Linked DNA regions of Mus musculus: regions 1, 3 and 4 are each linked to region 2. The links are chromatin contacts, called in public HiChIP or PLAC-seq maps. All regions are on one chromosome and are shown on one strand. Each heading gives the region's core, a stretch centred on a gene start, on an enhancer-like site or on the middle of the called end of the contact. The rest is flanking DNA. Distances are from core to core; before and after follow the strand shown.

Evidence for each region. HiChIP or PLAC-seq counts read pairs in DNA pulled down with a chosen protein or histone mark.
Region 1: a contact with region 2 is called in an H3K4me3 HiChIP or PLAC-seq map of embryonic limb bud, with 5 times the contacts expected there. The contact joins the enhancer-like site here to the promoter of Nfib in region 2. A contact is called at or near these places in 10 of 39 promoter capture datasets (the 3T3-L1 cell line, 3T3-L1-derived adipocytes, the HPC-7 cell line and 6 more), 6 of 484 Hi-C or Micro-C datasets (the HL-1 cell line, the N1E-115 cell line, adipose-derived mesenchymal stem cells and 2 more), 8 of 115 datasets of contacts at active chromatin or transcription factors (the NIH/3T3 cell line, T-cell acute lymphoblastic leukemia, embryonic forebrain and 5 more) and 1 of 9 other capture datasets (embryonic stem cells).
Region 3: a contact with region 2 is called in an H3K4me3 HiChIP or PLAC-seq map of neural tube, with 4 times the contacts expected there. The contact joins the enhancer-like site here to the promoter of Nfib in region 2. A contact is called at or near these places in 11 of 39 promoter capture datasets (the 3T3-L1 cell line, 3T3-L1-derived adipocytes, the HPC-7 cell line and 7 more), 4 of 484 Hi-C or Micro-C datasets (the HL-1 cell line, cardiomyocytes, granulocyte-monocyte progenitors and 1 more), 4 of 115 datasets of contacts at active chromatin or transcription factors (embryonic limb bud, embryonic stem cells, extraembryonic endoderm stem cells and 1 more) and 1 of 9 other capture datasets (embryonic stem cells).
Region 4: an H3K4me3 HiChIP or PLAC-seq map of craniofacial prominence shows a contact between it and region 2, with 4 times the contacts expected there. The contact joins the promoter of Zdhhc21 here to the promoter of Nfib in region 2. A contact is called at or near these places in 3 of 39 promoter capture datasets (the HPC-7 cell line, frontonasal cranial neural crest and hippocampal neurons), 4 of 484 Hi-C or Micro-C datasets (the HL-1 cell line, cerebellar granule neurons and embryonic stem cells) and 3 of 115 datasets of contacts at active chromatin or transcription factors (astrocytes, craniofacial prominence and embryonic forebrain).

Annotation. Positions count from the first base shown.
Region 1 is chr4:82,151,953-82,155,271 of GRCm38.p6, forward strand. No RefSeq gene overlaps it. Among named protein-coding and RNA genes, the nearest start is that of Gm11264, 88 kb to the left of the region's middle. Within about 2 kb of position 1,954, at least 7 of the 459 cell types and tissues checked have an H3K27ac peak or open chromatin away from gene starts, as enhancers often do. A contact at or near this core is called in embryonic limb bud, where this site is marked.
Region 2 is chr4:82,504,451-82,507,800 of GRCm38.p6, forward strand. Nfib (nuclear factor I/B) reads right to left here and starts at 1,329. Exons shown (of 12, transcript NM_001113209.2): 1 at 281-1,329. The coding sequence starts at 310.
Region 3 is chr4:82,196,122-82,199,542 of GRCm38.p6, forward strand. No RefSeq gene overlaps it. Among named protein-coding and RNA genes, the nearest start is that of Gm11264, 130 kb to the left of the region's middle. Within about 2 kb of position 1,745, at least 27 of the 459 cell types and tissues checked have an H3K27ac peak or open chromatin away from gene starts, as enhancers often do. A contact at or near this core is called in cardiomyocytes and neural tube, where this site is marked.
Region 4 is chr4:82,857,618-82,861,022 of GRCm38.p6, forward strand. Zdhhc21 (zinc finger, DHHC domain containing 21) reads right to left here and starts at 2,056. Exons shown (of 9, transcript NM_026647.4): 1 at 1,873-2,056.

The DNA.
Region 1 (3,319 bases), core at 704-3,203, 350 kb before region 2:
AGGTTGAGTCACAGTTGTGTTCCATGTACCACCCACGGAGCTGTAAGGGCAGAGGCAACTCTCAAACAGCAGGAGCTTCAGTGGGGTCTTTTAAACAGGTTAGAGGGTAGCTAGTTCAAAATTGAATCTTTGCTGGCTTCCTGGACCCAAAATTCTCTGTAGTATTGATTGAAAACTAATTTATTTGTTTTGGCTACTAGGCTTAAAGGCCTGGGGACGTCACCCAGTGACAGCACACTTGTCTAGATACTCTACTTATCAGGAAAAAAAGCAAAAATGGCAGTTGATTTCTTGTTGTGCTATGCATAGAGGTGGCCTTTGAGACGTGCACATGTAGCCTATGCTGTCCCGGAGAGCAGACTTGATCTGCCCAAACCTGGGAGCTTAACAGTGGTACCAAATATTTTCCTTTTTTTCTGTTTTGTTTTGTTTGTTTGTTTTTGTTGTTGCTCAGGGTTTTTTGTCTTTGTTTTTTTGTTTGGTTTTTTTTTTGGGGGGGGGGGGGTGTTGTTTGTTTTTGCATATACAACCACTCTTCATATAGAATCTTTGATGACCACCAAACTGATCCAACAAACCAAAAAAATAACATTGTTTCACTTGGTGGGTGAATGTGAAAAGGGAAACCCAGATGCCTACCTTTTTTTCTGGAAGGATCTCTCAGTCCTATTAGCCTCTGCTGGTGTGACTCATGAATAAACAACAACAAAGCACCTCCATCTCTTGGGGAACTTCATGCAAACAAAGCCTGAAGAGTTTGAAGAACAAATGAGCTGCATATATTGCCATTAGCTCAACTCAAGGGCACCAATCTGCATCTGAGTTTGGGGCTTCCATGTCTTCCCCTTGGAGATCTGGATCTACCTGTCATTCCTCTTGCTCAGACTAGCTTCTGCCCCACTAAAAGCCCACAACTCTATCATTTCCTAACTTACTGGACCTGCAGTTCTGTGCTTTGCCAAGCATTCTGATATCTGCCCTCTCCCACCTCCCAGGGTTAAGCAGCGATCCAGTTTGGGCCAGAAGTCACTGGTAACGCATCTGCCCACTCCCCTCCTGCTTCTGAGAACCTAGGCCTGTTCATTTCGGCCCCCATTTTCAACTTTATTTTGTGATTTTTTTTTTATATTTTTGTACTTCTTAGACAACCTTACTCTCTTACTTAACTACTAAAATTGTTAAGTGTTGCTAACTGCAGTATTGAAAATAGAGAAACAAAACAGAAAAGGCTAGAAGGGAGAGGAAAGCCCCACTGCTAAGATTTTTATTTCAAGGGGGAGAGAAAAGACTTTGTGTTTCATAACAGAAAGCATTAAAACGATATAGTCTGCACACAATGAAAACCTTGTGCCTTATTAAAATAAATAGAGATTGCTCAAGGCGCCCATTACCTGCTTCTGGGAGCAATGGCAAACCTTGAGTTTGAAAAGACTTGAGTTGCTACACAATCAAACTTTGCCTGGTAGCAGCTGATAACACAGCAGTTTCCAGAAATCTACTTTGTAGATTGTGTAGATCAGCAATTTCCAGGGCTCTGGGAGACTGCACTCTGTGCTCAAGCAGCCTACAGAACAGAGACACATTGCTGGAAGAGTTCCTCGTTATCTTAGGATGAAAACTGCAGAGATCTGACCTGGCAAAGAAGTCACAACCCAGGACCATAAGGGAAGGTTGATGTCTCCATACTGATACCCTAGTTTCCATAGGACTAGTCCCTCACTGGCCTGCTCAGTTGGTCCCCTCTTCAACCAGAGGACCCTGCTGGAGATCCTGGGTAGATGTCAGGTAGCAAACAGCCAGCCTCGTGGCAGTTCCTCACTTAGGTTGGAAAACAGGCACCTGGTCTTCATTAACATCCTTGCTGTAGTTAATGTGTTGCAGGTGTGAAAGTGTGTGGCTGAAATCTGACGAAACACCTGTCTTTTGTGGCACCATTAGATCCGCCTAGTGTGGGACACGACCCCCTCGGGTGTGCTTTCTCCTGCCTTGAAAGCCACAGTAAGCATTGTCCTGTAATTACAAAATCAGAGTCATCATTGCTGGGAAGAATTCCTTAACAAATTATACCTAATTAGTCTGAAATTACCTTTAATTCATGGTGAAACCATAGGCTTAACTGTGTTCTATAACACCTTCCTTTTTATCTTTATGCAAATATGATTATACACTATCAAACTGGCACCACCAGGCATAAAAACAGCTGCAGCTAGTTCTTTGGTTACTAAATGGGAACTGGACGGGTGCCATTGATTATGTTTTCTGGAATGCTGCATCAAAAAATAATAATAATATCAGCCAGTTCCTTCCCTGTGAATTCTAGTTTTCCTCCCTCCCACGGAAGCCTAATTGAAAGCTGTTCAGTGGAGCACCCTCGACGTCCCCCTCCCCTGCCACGTTTGCTGCGGACACATGTGTACCTTTGTCACCATCCAGTCTTTTGAAATGCCACAACGTGTCAAAACATGTCTCACTTTATTTCTGATCACAGTGCCCTTTCGATATGACTCCTTTGTCTCCCATTCTCATCTCCAATCACCAAGAAGTCTTGGGGATCGGATGCATAGGATTCAACATTGGATGCAAAAGTTGCTTCTGGAGCAGACATTGTTCTATGCGCTTTACACAGCCCCTTCCTCCTGCCATCAGACCCCACGATGTGTCCTGTTGTGGTCCCCATTTTGCAGGGAGGGAACTGAGACATGGAGAAGTTGTATCTTAGAGGACCTGGGATGGAAGACACAGAGTGAGGATTTTCACCTGACCCTTCTGTGTCCAGCATGATCTTGTCAGCTACAATGTGTATATTCTACAGACTATATTTTACCTTGCTCATTTCCTGTTCTGTTGTTCTTCTCAACAGTATATAGGAGGGAATTCTCTCCAGTCAGGTAGCAAGAACAGGTAAAAAATGGATAAAAGAATAAATTAATGAATAAATAAATAAAGGCTAGCTCCTCCCTTTGTCCCACACACTTTGTATTGTAATCGTATTTCCTCCTCCCTACATGAATGGACTTTTGGAGCTCAAGTCATGATTCTTGTTTCTTTCAAAACAAAGCAATTCTGTGTATGTCACTTGTACTAAAATATATATATATATATATGTTTTTAAGTGGATCATACTTGGGAAACATTTGTTCTGAATTAAAAACCATTTTGATCCTTCTGCAATTAAAATACTAAATACTTCTGTTGGCATTTATGGTTTCTGTTCTTCTGTGTTCTCTAGCTAAGCTCTTTTTAAAAAATCAACACTGGCTTTTCCATGGTCATAGAAAACATAGCTTGTGTCACTCCTGAACACAGCCCAACTGCAGGT
Region 2 (3,350 bases), core at 79-2,578:
GACAGGGGCTCACGGCCGCAGGTCTCGGCCCTGCCCACCCCCAGCAGCCTCGCCCGCCCGGTGCCGGCTCTCCCCGCTCGGGCGCTGGGATGGGCGCACACGGCAGCCGTGGTCCCACGCCGCCCGCACAGCCCACCGCAACTCCGCACTACTTCTCGGGGAAGACCAGGGTGTGCCAAGGTTAGGCAAAGCCTTTGAGGGTCTGCAGCACAAGAGCAAGAAGACACAACAAAGGCGTCTGGGGCCAGAGAAAGCTCGAGAAAGCGACCAAGATAAGTACCTGAGTGAGACAGATGGGAGAATACATCATGACTTCGCCTTAAAACGCACTTTCCCGGAGATGCCCAAGAAAATCTTCCAGAAGCAAGGATTTCATCTATTCATTTTACAGTCATCTGAGCCCAGCGATGCGATCAATCAGGACGGGGCACTGCGCCGGTTCACCGCAACTTCGCAACAAACCCAGTCCTCCTTAAATAGCCAAAGATTCAAGTTCACTCGGCGAGCTAGATTTCCCGGGGTGAAATCCAATCTACACTTTTAACCCTCTTGCGGTTCGCGCGCGCCGGCCGAGCTCTCCGAGGCTGCCGCCGCTGGTGCAGGCTGCTGGTCGCCTGGTTTAGGGGATTTGTTTTCTGTTTTGCAGTTGTTGTTGTTGTTGTTTGTTGTTGGGGGTTGGGGTGCGCGAGGGTTCGGTGTGGGTTGGATTGGGGTGATGGTGGGTGGTGAAATGTTTTTTTTAAAAAAAGGCGGGGAGGGGGGCGCAGGAGGCCAGGCGGTGGGGAAAGCGAGGAGAATGTGTCACCGCGCTGGTAAAGTTCAAGGTTACCGCCGCCAACACTGCAGCAGGATCCGGGAGTGGCGATCGCAGGCGAAACTTTGCTGCGAGCCGACCACGTGTGTGCGCGAGGGGGAGCGCAAGCGAGTGCGCGCGGGTGGCGGGGCGCGCGCAGGAGAGGGCCGGGTGGGGGTGGGGGTGGGGGGGAGCAGGGAGAGGCCGGGGTGAGGGAGGGGGCGCAGGCGCGGAGCTCCCGGGCGGAAAAGCCTTTGCTGCGCTCCTGCCCCGCCGCACCGCCGCCCGCCCGCTTCGCCCCGGGTCTGACCCGCCGCGCGTGGACTCCGCTGCCGGTGCCGCTGGCCACAGCCCACGGAAAGGATCGGAAGGACCTCCTGAAAAAAATCCCAAACGATCGATCCCGCTTGGCTGCAAACTCCTCTTTTCTGTCCTGGGCTCTATTCCCCCTCCCTCTCTCGCTTTCTTTCCTTGAAAAACTTGCAAGTTGAAAGATTCACCGGTTCCACCCTCTGGACCCCGCTCGAGCTCTCTCCAAATCAGACTTAAGGATTGTTTTATTATTTAATTACACAATCACCGCTTTACTCCTCCTCCTCCTGCAAACGCGCGTTCCTTTTGCACCAGCCTCTCCACACCCCCCGCCCCCCACCTTCCTCCTCCTCCCGCGCGCCTCCCCCAGCCCTCGCGTCTCTCCCCCTCATTTGTTAAAGGTATCAGACCGGTGCCACAGTATTGGGACTTTTCTTTTCTTTTCTTTTCTTTTTTCTTTTTTCAAAAATAGCTCTTCTCTCTGCCACTCTTCGTTTACCCCCGAAAACCCGCCCAGGGAGAGGTTATTTCACTGCTCGCTGCAGACGCTCAAGACGCGAGAACATCCTAAGGGGAGAAGCCCTGAACCGGCCTGGGCCCAAGAAAGAAACGAATGGAAAATTCCCTCACACCCAGGCCGCCCCGAGCCGGGGCTAGGGCGCCGACTCTAGCACCCCAGGCGGCTGGAGGGAGAGGGAGGGTGGAGGCGGGGGCCAGAGTGAACTTGGCCTCCTGGAGTTGCAGCGGACGGGCGCGGAGCCCGGGGCGCGGCGGGCAGCCCAGCCCGGAGCTCGCACTGGCGATCGGAGAGGGGCGCCGGGGTCCCCAGGGTCCCCCGAGCCTCGCCGCAGCGGCCCGCCCTCCCCCGGCGCCCGGTGCACGTGGCCGCGCTCGGAGCGGGAAGGCCGCGCCACCGCTCGCCCCTCCTCTCCTCCTCCTCCTGCCGCGCTGGCCGCGTCCCAATCCCCACCCCCAGAGCCCGGGGCGCCGGCGGAAAGCGGCTCCCTTCCCGCGGGGGTGCGGGCAGGGCGGGGCCGCGGCGCGCCCGAGGCTGCGGGGCGGGAGCGCGCGGGGTGCGTGTGCGGCTGCGGGTCTCCCCGGCGGCTCCCGCCGGCTCCCCGCCCCGCCCCCCGCCGAGTGAATGAACTTGATTCCCGGGACCCTGGAGGCGACCGGCCAGCACCCCCTTTCGCGCGGGCACTCTCTCCCACACACACCGCCCCCCAAATTCCGGGTTTCCGCTAGGGGTGGGTGGGGAAATGGAGGAATCAAAGGCTGCCCCAGACAATGGAGAAAGAAAAGTGAGCGCCCGGGGCTCCATGTCGCCCTAGCTTGGGGCCGCCGAGCGTTTCCAGGCCCCCCGCGGCCTCCCGCTCCCACCCCGCGTCCTGGACTTTCCCCCCCTCAACTTTCTCCAGTCCTCGCACTCCTGACCACCGTGCCCTCCCCCAGCGGACCTGAAAGAACCAGTGACTTTTTCCTTCCCCAAGTGGAAGTTACCCACATCAAGCATTTCACAACGACACATCAAGAAAAGTAGGCAGGTTCAAGTCAACCATGAAATGGTCACTTTTTAACCCCGTCCTGTCCTCATTAGGGAAATGCTCAAACACAGTCCGTTTTCAAAAAGCGCTCTTAATGAGGCGAGCTTGCCAAGTCTACCAGCTGCAGCCCCTGTAAACCAAGAGCCTGGTGAAGAAAGGCGCAGGGGGTGGGGAGGCGGGGAGGGCGGCGGGTCTAGGAGGACAGGTAAAGTCGGGGGAAACTGTGAGAACCGGGGCGAGTTAACCCTTTAGGGCACGCGCCACGGGGAGCGGCCTCCGTGCCCCCGCTAGGCAAATCCTCTAGTTAGCGTTCTGACAACGTTAATTTCTTTTGTACTGGTCATTTCTTCTTCTTGAAAAGCTGGGACAAAGTTGACAGTCTTTATAGATGAAAGGAGGTGACAGTCGGGGTTAATCCAAATAAATACTCACTTCTCTCATAAATTTTAGGCAACCTCATCTTAACTTTTAAAAGAAAGACGGGACGGGAAGAGGGGGGGAATAAAAACGAACAATCCCAAAGCATCACTTTGTAGTGAGCTGCATCCCTTTTCTCACCCTCCCCAGAATCTGCGGGAGGGGGCGGGGACGCTCCACTGATAATACCAGCTTTAACTACTGGAGTTTCCCTTTGAACAAATATTCAATTTAACTGGAGTTAATTTACCATAAAAGACATTCCCCTTGGCGCGAATGCACTC
Region 3 (3,421 bases), core at 495-2,994, 310 kb before region 2:
TCTAACAGGAAGGGGTGGAACCCGACAGGCTTATTTCCTTTTTTCCAAATGCCACCTTACAGCTGTGGTCTTGTGGTAAAATGGCTGGTACAATTAGAAACCAAAATTAGAAAGCCGGCAACCACAAGAGGAAAAGGCTGGGAACTACTTGAGGCCCTGACCCAGAAACCCAGCCAAGGGCTCAGCTCAAGTTGAAGTTTTGTGGCACACATGGTCCCTTAGCCTGTAGCCCCACAGAGGGCATCTCTACGCACCTCACATGCATACCAGGAAGCCCTCATGCTCACTCAACTGCGACTTTTCAACAGATCTTGGAGAGTAGGAACACTGGATAATCAGCTACTCAGCTAGAGACCATAACTCAACTCATCACAGGGCGTCGTCAGCACTTCTGCTGCCATGGTACTCTGTCAGAGAGATCTACAAGTGTTTCTCATCAGAACCCCTGATAGGAGCCTCCCTGACTTTGAGCTATGGATTTTATTGTTATTTTAAAGAAAAAAAATATTGTCAAACACATGAATTTTATAACATCTGTTTTCATTCCAAATTCCTTTTTTCCCAGAGACGTTTCATCAGTAAGAATTACCATCGAAGACCCAGGAATTTGAAAACTTCACAAACTTGTATACAAAAAAAAAAAAAAAAAAAAAAAAAAAAGAACAAATTGTCAAAGTTGTGGACTTAGAGGCACAGGAAAGGAGGATGCCAAGCAGTCACACTGGTCCTCCAGCCTCAGTGATACCACATGGGGAAAGGAACACATAACACATCTCTCTTTCTTTCTAGTTGTGTCACAGCATAACGATGAATGCCAAGATTCACCGCCAGTTTAAAATGATTCCATTATGAGTCCCAGGCTGACAGACGAATGTACATTGTGCTCACGCCTAGGGAGAGCCACAGAAGATTAGAAAAACACACTGAAACCTGCAAACCTGAGGCACAGCCCCTGACCCACCAAGGATACTCAGCTGGGTCAATAACACTTGCTTCTTTAACAAATACGGCCATGTGATATTACTCCTCTATTAAAACAATCCTTCTGAGCTGGTCTGTTTATGTGAATTAAAATAAAACATTGTGATAGTGAATTATGCCACAATTAGTGAAGTTTCAGAAAGGAAAACACTCACGGATCATATTTTATAGCCACGTCACCTAAAATATTATGGTTAGTCTCTGATTTATCAGCCATAATGATCTGTAGGAGGGAAGATAGCTTTGTATTTTTAAGGGGAGAAAGAGGAAGATGTGAGCCATCCAGTGGCTGATTTACACTGTTTCCCATGGCAGTGAAATAGTGCAGCAGAAATGGGGAAAGGTGAAATTGTAACAGTCTGACCTGCAAATCAAGGCTAGAATACTCTCTTCACTCATTTTGGTGACATTTAATACTGGGACCAGCCTTTCGAGTTAGCTGCACTCTTCCCCCAGAATTACAAACCGTACATCTTGTGGCTCTCAGACCAGAGAATGATTGCACAGAGCAGAGAGGGAAACACCTAGAGATAGCAGCAGGCAGACCCATGCGTGTTCCCATCACAGCTAACAGAAGTGGCATCGCCTCCAGAGCCCACAGCTCTGACTCAAACACTGGTAACGTTCAAAGGATGCCGCAGAAATTCCACTTGTGCCTGTTGCCAGTCATATGACATGTCTCTAATGGTGTGTTCTAGGCGCAGAGTCTGGCAACTGGGGTATGCTTAACTCAAACTAAGCTGGGGTTTGGATGAGCATGTCTGCCAGTCTCCAAGTGTACTTAATACAAGCCAGAGCTGGGTCAAGAGAATGTCATTTGGTATCACTACAAGGACAGAGGCAAAGGCTATTTTAAGAACAGTATGGTTTTGGGTGATCTCTGTGAAGTTTACGAGTAGTCAGAGAAGGGAACATAAAACTTGCTCTATACATATAATTAAAATACAGGGTAACGAAACTCATGTGTAAGTAATAGGCCAGCAGTGAGGAGCCAGGACCATAATAAGCATCCCGGTTGAAGGGAAAGGCAATTTGTGGTGCAGCTTTCAAATTCCTACTTTAGTGAACGGATTTGGAAAGCTCACGGAGAGTCTTCCTGGCAGGGTAGTTTACTTTCATAGGCTTTTCATTTAAACTCTTACCCCCAAAAATAGCAGCTGGGTTTGGTTTTGTTCTGGGGGATGTTTGTTTGTTTGTTTGTTTGTTCTTTGTTTTTTTTCTGCAGGAGAAATCACAATTCTATAAATGAATTACTCTTTCACGGGAACAAGCAGCTGAGTTTAAATGTAATCCGTGTTCCCTGTTGTCTGTCCATCAGGCTGTAGAAAGCGTGATGACCCCAAACACCAGCTTCCCTGAGATGACCTCTCACGTCCATGGGACTTACCAAATTCCAAAGAACATTCTCCAAGCAGCAGGTTTACAAAACAGAGACAAGGGAATGGGGTAGGAGACTTTACAACAGACACTATCAACTATTGTGCCCTTTGCTCTATGTGGACCAAGTGTCTTTCTGATTGACTAAATGAGCCACTCTGTCATTTGACAGTCTAGTGTGAGGAACTCCCTACTCCTCCCAAGATGGGAATGCTACTGAAAAATTGGCAGACCTCCTTTGTGACCCAAAGCTGGCACCAGAGGTGATTCACTGTGATTTCTAATAAGCCCTATAAAACAGACCCCACCAACCACCAACCAGATTTATGTGGCGACAGGAGAGGAGGTAAGACAATAATAGATCAACAGATGATGAAAGAACAAAAGTCTCTCCGCAGAGGTTAGGGTTATAAGTAAAGAGGAATCAGGGGAAAAGTCTTAGGCATGGGGCATGGCCTCCAGAATCTGGACATCCACACCATACATGAAGATTTTGGAGAGAATAATCTCTCTTTGTTTTAGATGAACTGATTGTTTGAATCAGAGTCTATACTGAACTGTAAAAGACAACAGTGAAAAGAACCTCAGACCTCACGTTGACTAATGTCAGATTACCTTTAAATTAATGTGTGTATCCGTGTGTCTGTGTCTCTGTGTGTGAATATACACCCATGAGTGATGGTTCCCATGTAGACCTGAAGATAACATCAGACCAGATTGAGTTGCAGGTTGTTGTGAGCCATCCAACATGCTGGGCACTGAGCTTGGGTTCAGTTATGGAAGAGGAACAGAAAGTTTCATTACCTTCCCAGCCCACATCCTCCTTGAGTAAAGGTCTCCACAGTCAGTACTGAGCCAGCAAAATTCAACATTGCTGAGCAACCTTCTGCTTCAGGAAGCAGAGTGTAAAGCTAGATTCTGCCACAGACAAATCTGACCTCAGGTCTCAGCCTCCTCTTTTAGCTCTTCATTCAGCTTCCTGTTTTTTGTGTCTTTTGAGAGCATGCTCCTCTTATGCTGGCCCAACATCAATGGGATCAATAGTAAGAGTCTTCCAATTAGG
Region 4 (3,405 bases), core at 806-3,305, 350 kb after region 2:
TATATATGGCGATAGATCGGGGAGATCATGGGAGACCTCTACTTTTTGCTCATTCTATATTATGTCAAACATCTTTAATTTCAGTAATAGTATATAATAAATGCATACCCTGACTGTTCTACTAGAATGATCTTTAATTTCTACATTTGAAAAGTTGAATCTAAACCCTAATACTTTTGCTAAATAATATAATAAAGTCTACATTCCTTTGCTTCCCCAGTTATGCCTGATAAATTTATATTGCTGCAACACACAACATCCTATGCTGAGCCGTTTCCATAGGTTCCAAGTGGACATTTCCCAGAGTTCTTAGTCTCTCTACTACTACATGTGCTTTCCCAATAGAATTCTGAATTACCCATTATGAATTAGAGAAGTCAGGCAGTGGGCACATAAGTGAAAAGGTTATGACCAACTGATTTCTTTTTGTCTGGATCCTAATGGACGTACCGATACGTAGGTACTTAGGTATTTAAATTTTCGTAAGTAAACAAAGCTTGCTTAGACATCAATTTCTCTTAAACATGTACACTGTGTTTATTCTAGCTACAGCTCCTTAAGTATTAACAGAGCTCTCCATAGTTTGAAGACATCTAATATAATTCTGCTGTTTTACAGTCAAATTGAATTCTGGAGGTCTTTCTTTTGTTTTTTTTTTTTTGTTTTGTTTTTTTTTTTTTTTTTTTTTTTTTTGGTCATGAGGTAAATGTTCACCGTGGATCCTCCTCACCATGTCAAAAGGGTGTTAAGTTAAAAGCAGACATTTCCCAGACAGACATGAGAAAGCTTGAAAGATCACCGCTTAGAAAAACGTAGCCTGGCTACCTAGTTGTATAGATGAGAAAATAACACTGGATCCCTGGCCTACCCATGACCCCATAGCTGGATAGTACAGAAACCAAAAGCGAATCTGGCTTTTCTGTCTTCAACTCCAAACTGTATCTGGTTTTTTTTTTTTCCCCCAAATGATTTCATACCACTTCTCCTCTTCAAAAGCCTTACTACTGAGAGGGCACAACTAAGGTGGCAACAGGGTACCCTCTGAACTTTATCCGTGGATCTCAAGCTCTGGAAGAACTTAATGAGATACTGCACCAAACCCTTTCATCTAGGAATGGCACACACTAAGCAGTCATCAAATGGTAACGGCTATCATTATCTTTTACCACAAAGTAGGGAGTGAATTTGGGGTCGGGGGGGGGAGGGTGAGGGGTATGCATATTAGCAGTGGGTGGAGGACCCATTGGACAAGTCTTTTAAACTTACACTTAATTACCCTTATTTGCCCTTATTTTGGGCTGAAACTTTACACTGATTTATGACCCACCCACAATGACCTTGATTTTTACCCAGCCCCTCCTGTACTTTTATGAACTGCTATATTGCAGTATTTTCAAGTAATGACCGGCCAGGTCCTCTTAGCCCTGGAGATACAAACATCTTCCACTGACTCATACGGTATCTTAAAATGTGACCCAAATACATCTCGAGAAAAGACCATAAATTTTAAACGACCAGCGCAGGTTACGTTCAGCGAGTGATTACAGGGAATGGTAACAAGTGCAAAGTGCTGCCATGCGGAAAGCCATTTTCTCAAAACAGCCGGTGCGGCCGGCCGAGGGAGAGGAGGGAGAAGGTCAATGGAGGTGCACGGTTTTCTCCCAGAGGGTCCTCTGCAGCTCCGCACCAGCGACCTCGAAATGAATGAAACGCTCGGTCACGCCGACAGCCCGGGCCCCGGGGGTGCAGGGACGCCAGAGTCCCGGGGAGAACTCGGCGGATTTCTCTCCCCACCCCAGCCCATTCAGGGCCGCGGTCTCCGGGAGGGATGCTGCATGGCAGGTGCGGGACCGCCCGCCGGCCCACACTCACCGCCGCCCGCTCCGCCGCTTTCCACTCGGCTCCGCGCCTCCGCCGCCCAGGCCGGGCCGCAGTCCCCTTCCGCTTCCGGGAGCCGAGGCGCCGGGACCGGCCGAGTGGGTGTCGGCATGCCCGCGCGCCCGCGCGGAGGCACGGCCGCCGTCGCCCTCTCCGCTTCGCGCCCCGGAGCTGCGATGGGAGCCGCCGAGGGCCGAAAGACCTGAAAGCGCTCGCAGCCCAGCGCTGCGCCCGGCCTACCTTCGTCTAACCTACCTGTGCCTCCCCGCCCTGCATCCCGGCCCTGCCCAGGCGGCCGCACACGCGTGTCCCCACACCCTCCCTGCCTAGGACCAGCCTCAGCCTTAAGCAGTGCTCGCTTCCTCCTTCTGTCGGGGAACAGGCCTCTCTCCCCAGTGACAGCTATGGATTTTCCAATGTTACCTTGCTTCAAAATTTAGTCTGCAACATTGACATCTTCTGGGATTCTGGAGAGAATGCAGTCTCAGGCCTGCTCATTCCGTACCTGAATTTTAATTCAGGATCTGGAGGTGACACCTATCAGTGCACCCCAAAGCAGCAGTGTTCATCTTTAGGGCCTTCAGACCCTCTTTTGGGATACCCCAGCCATTGGAGGTTTTTCCAATTCTTGTTGGCAACCTAAATCCGCATTCAAATCATTTTTAAATGCATTTCAGATAATCTCTATAAATTGTCAGCGCTCCAATCAGTGACACCTAGGAAAAAAAATTAATGAACGCAACAGCTCAAATAACCCATCTCCCAATCTAAGCTGTTATCCTCACAAACGCCTGAGATACAATAATATAATATAAATATAATAATATAATATAATATGTTATATTATATATAATATAATAATATAGCTTTTTGCACGTCACTCCTAAATAGTGCCGTGGAAAAGTTTATACTGTATGGAGATAGCTGGTTATGCCTACATGTCCCAGAAGAAGATCATGTGTGGATGGGAGAGGAATTCCCTGCTGTAGGAAGTCTGTACTTCTTGTTGAATGGTATTGAGAGCCTTCCAGAACAAACTGTTCCCGGTGGTACCTGTTACTCAGGTCCTGGGACGACAGCTGTACTAACTCTAAAGTTACCTTCAACTAGCTTGTTCCATTTCCTGACAAATCCCCTTAATTTCATTCCCCTTAAAAAAAAAAAATCTTCTACTTCCCCACTGATAGGGGCAGGATAGGAAGACAAAGAAAACAAGGGAGTGTGGGAAAGGGGGAGGCCTCTCACGCGGAGACCTAGCTTTCCTCCTGGCTGTGTGTCAAGAAACATCAACACAACCACTAAAGCCAAGGCTGTCTCCAAGATAGTGCTCATTCTTCCCTCTACATCTCAAACAACAGTGTCACAGTCACTGTGGCAGCTACTCAGGGCCAGGGTGATTGCAGCCTTGACTTTAACCCTGTTAGCAGTACTCTCTCAACTCTAAATCTAAACAGAAGCCTCATAAAACCACCTGACAATCTTCTTTACAAAAGGGGCGTTCTTTAAGATAAGAGAAATAAGTAAATC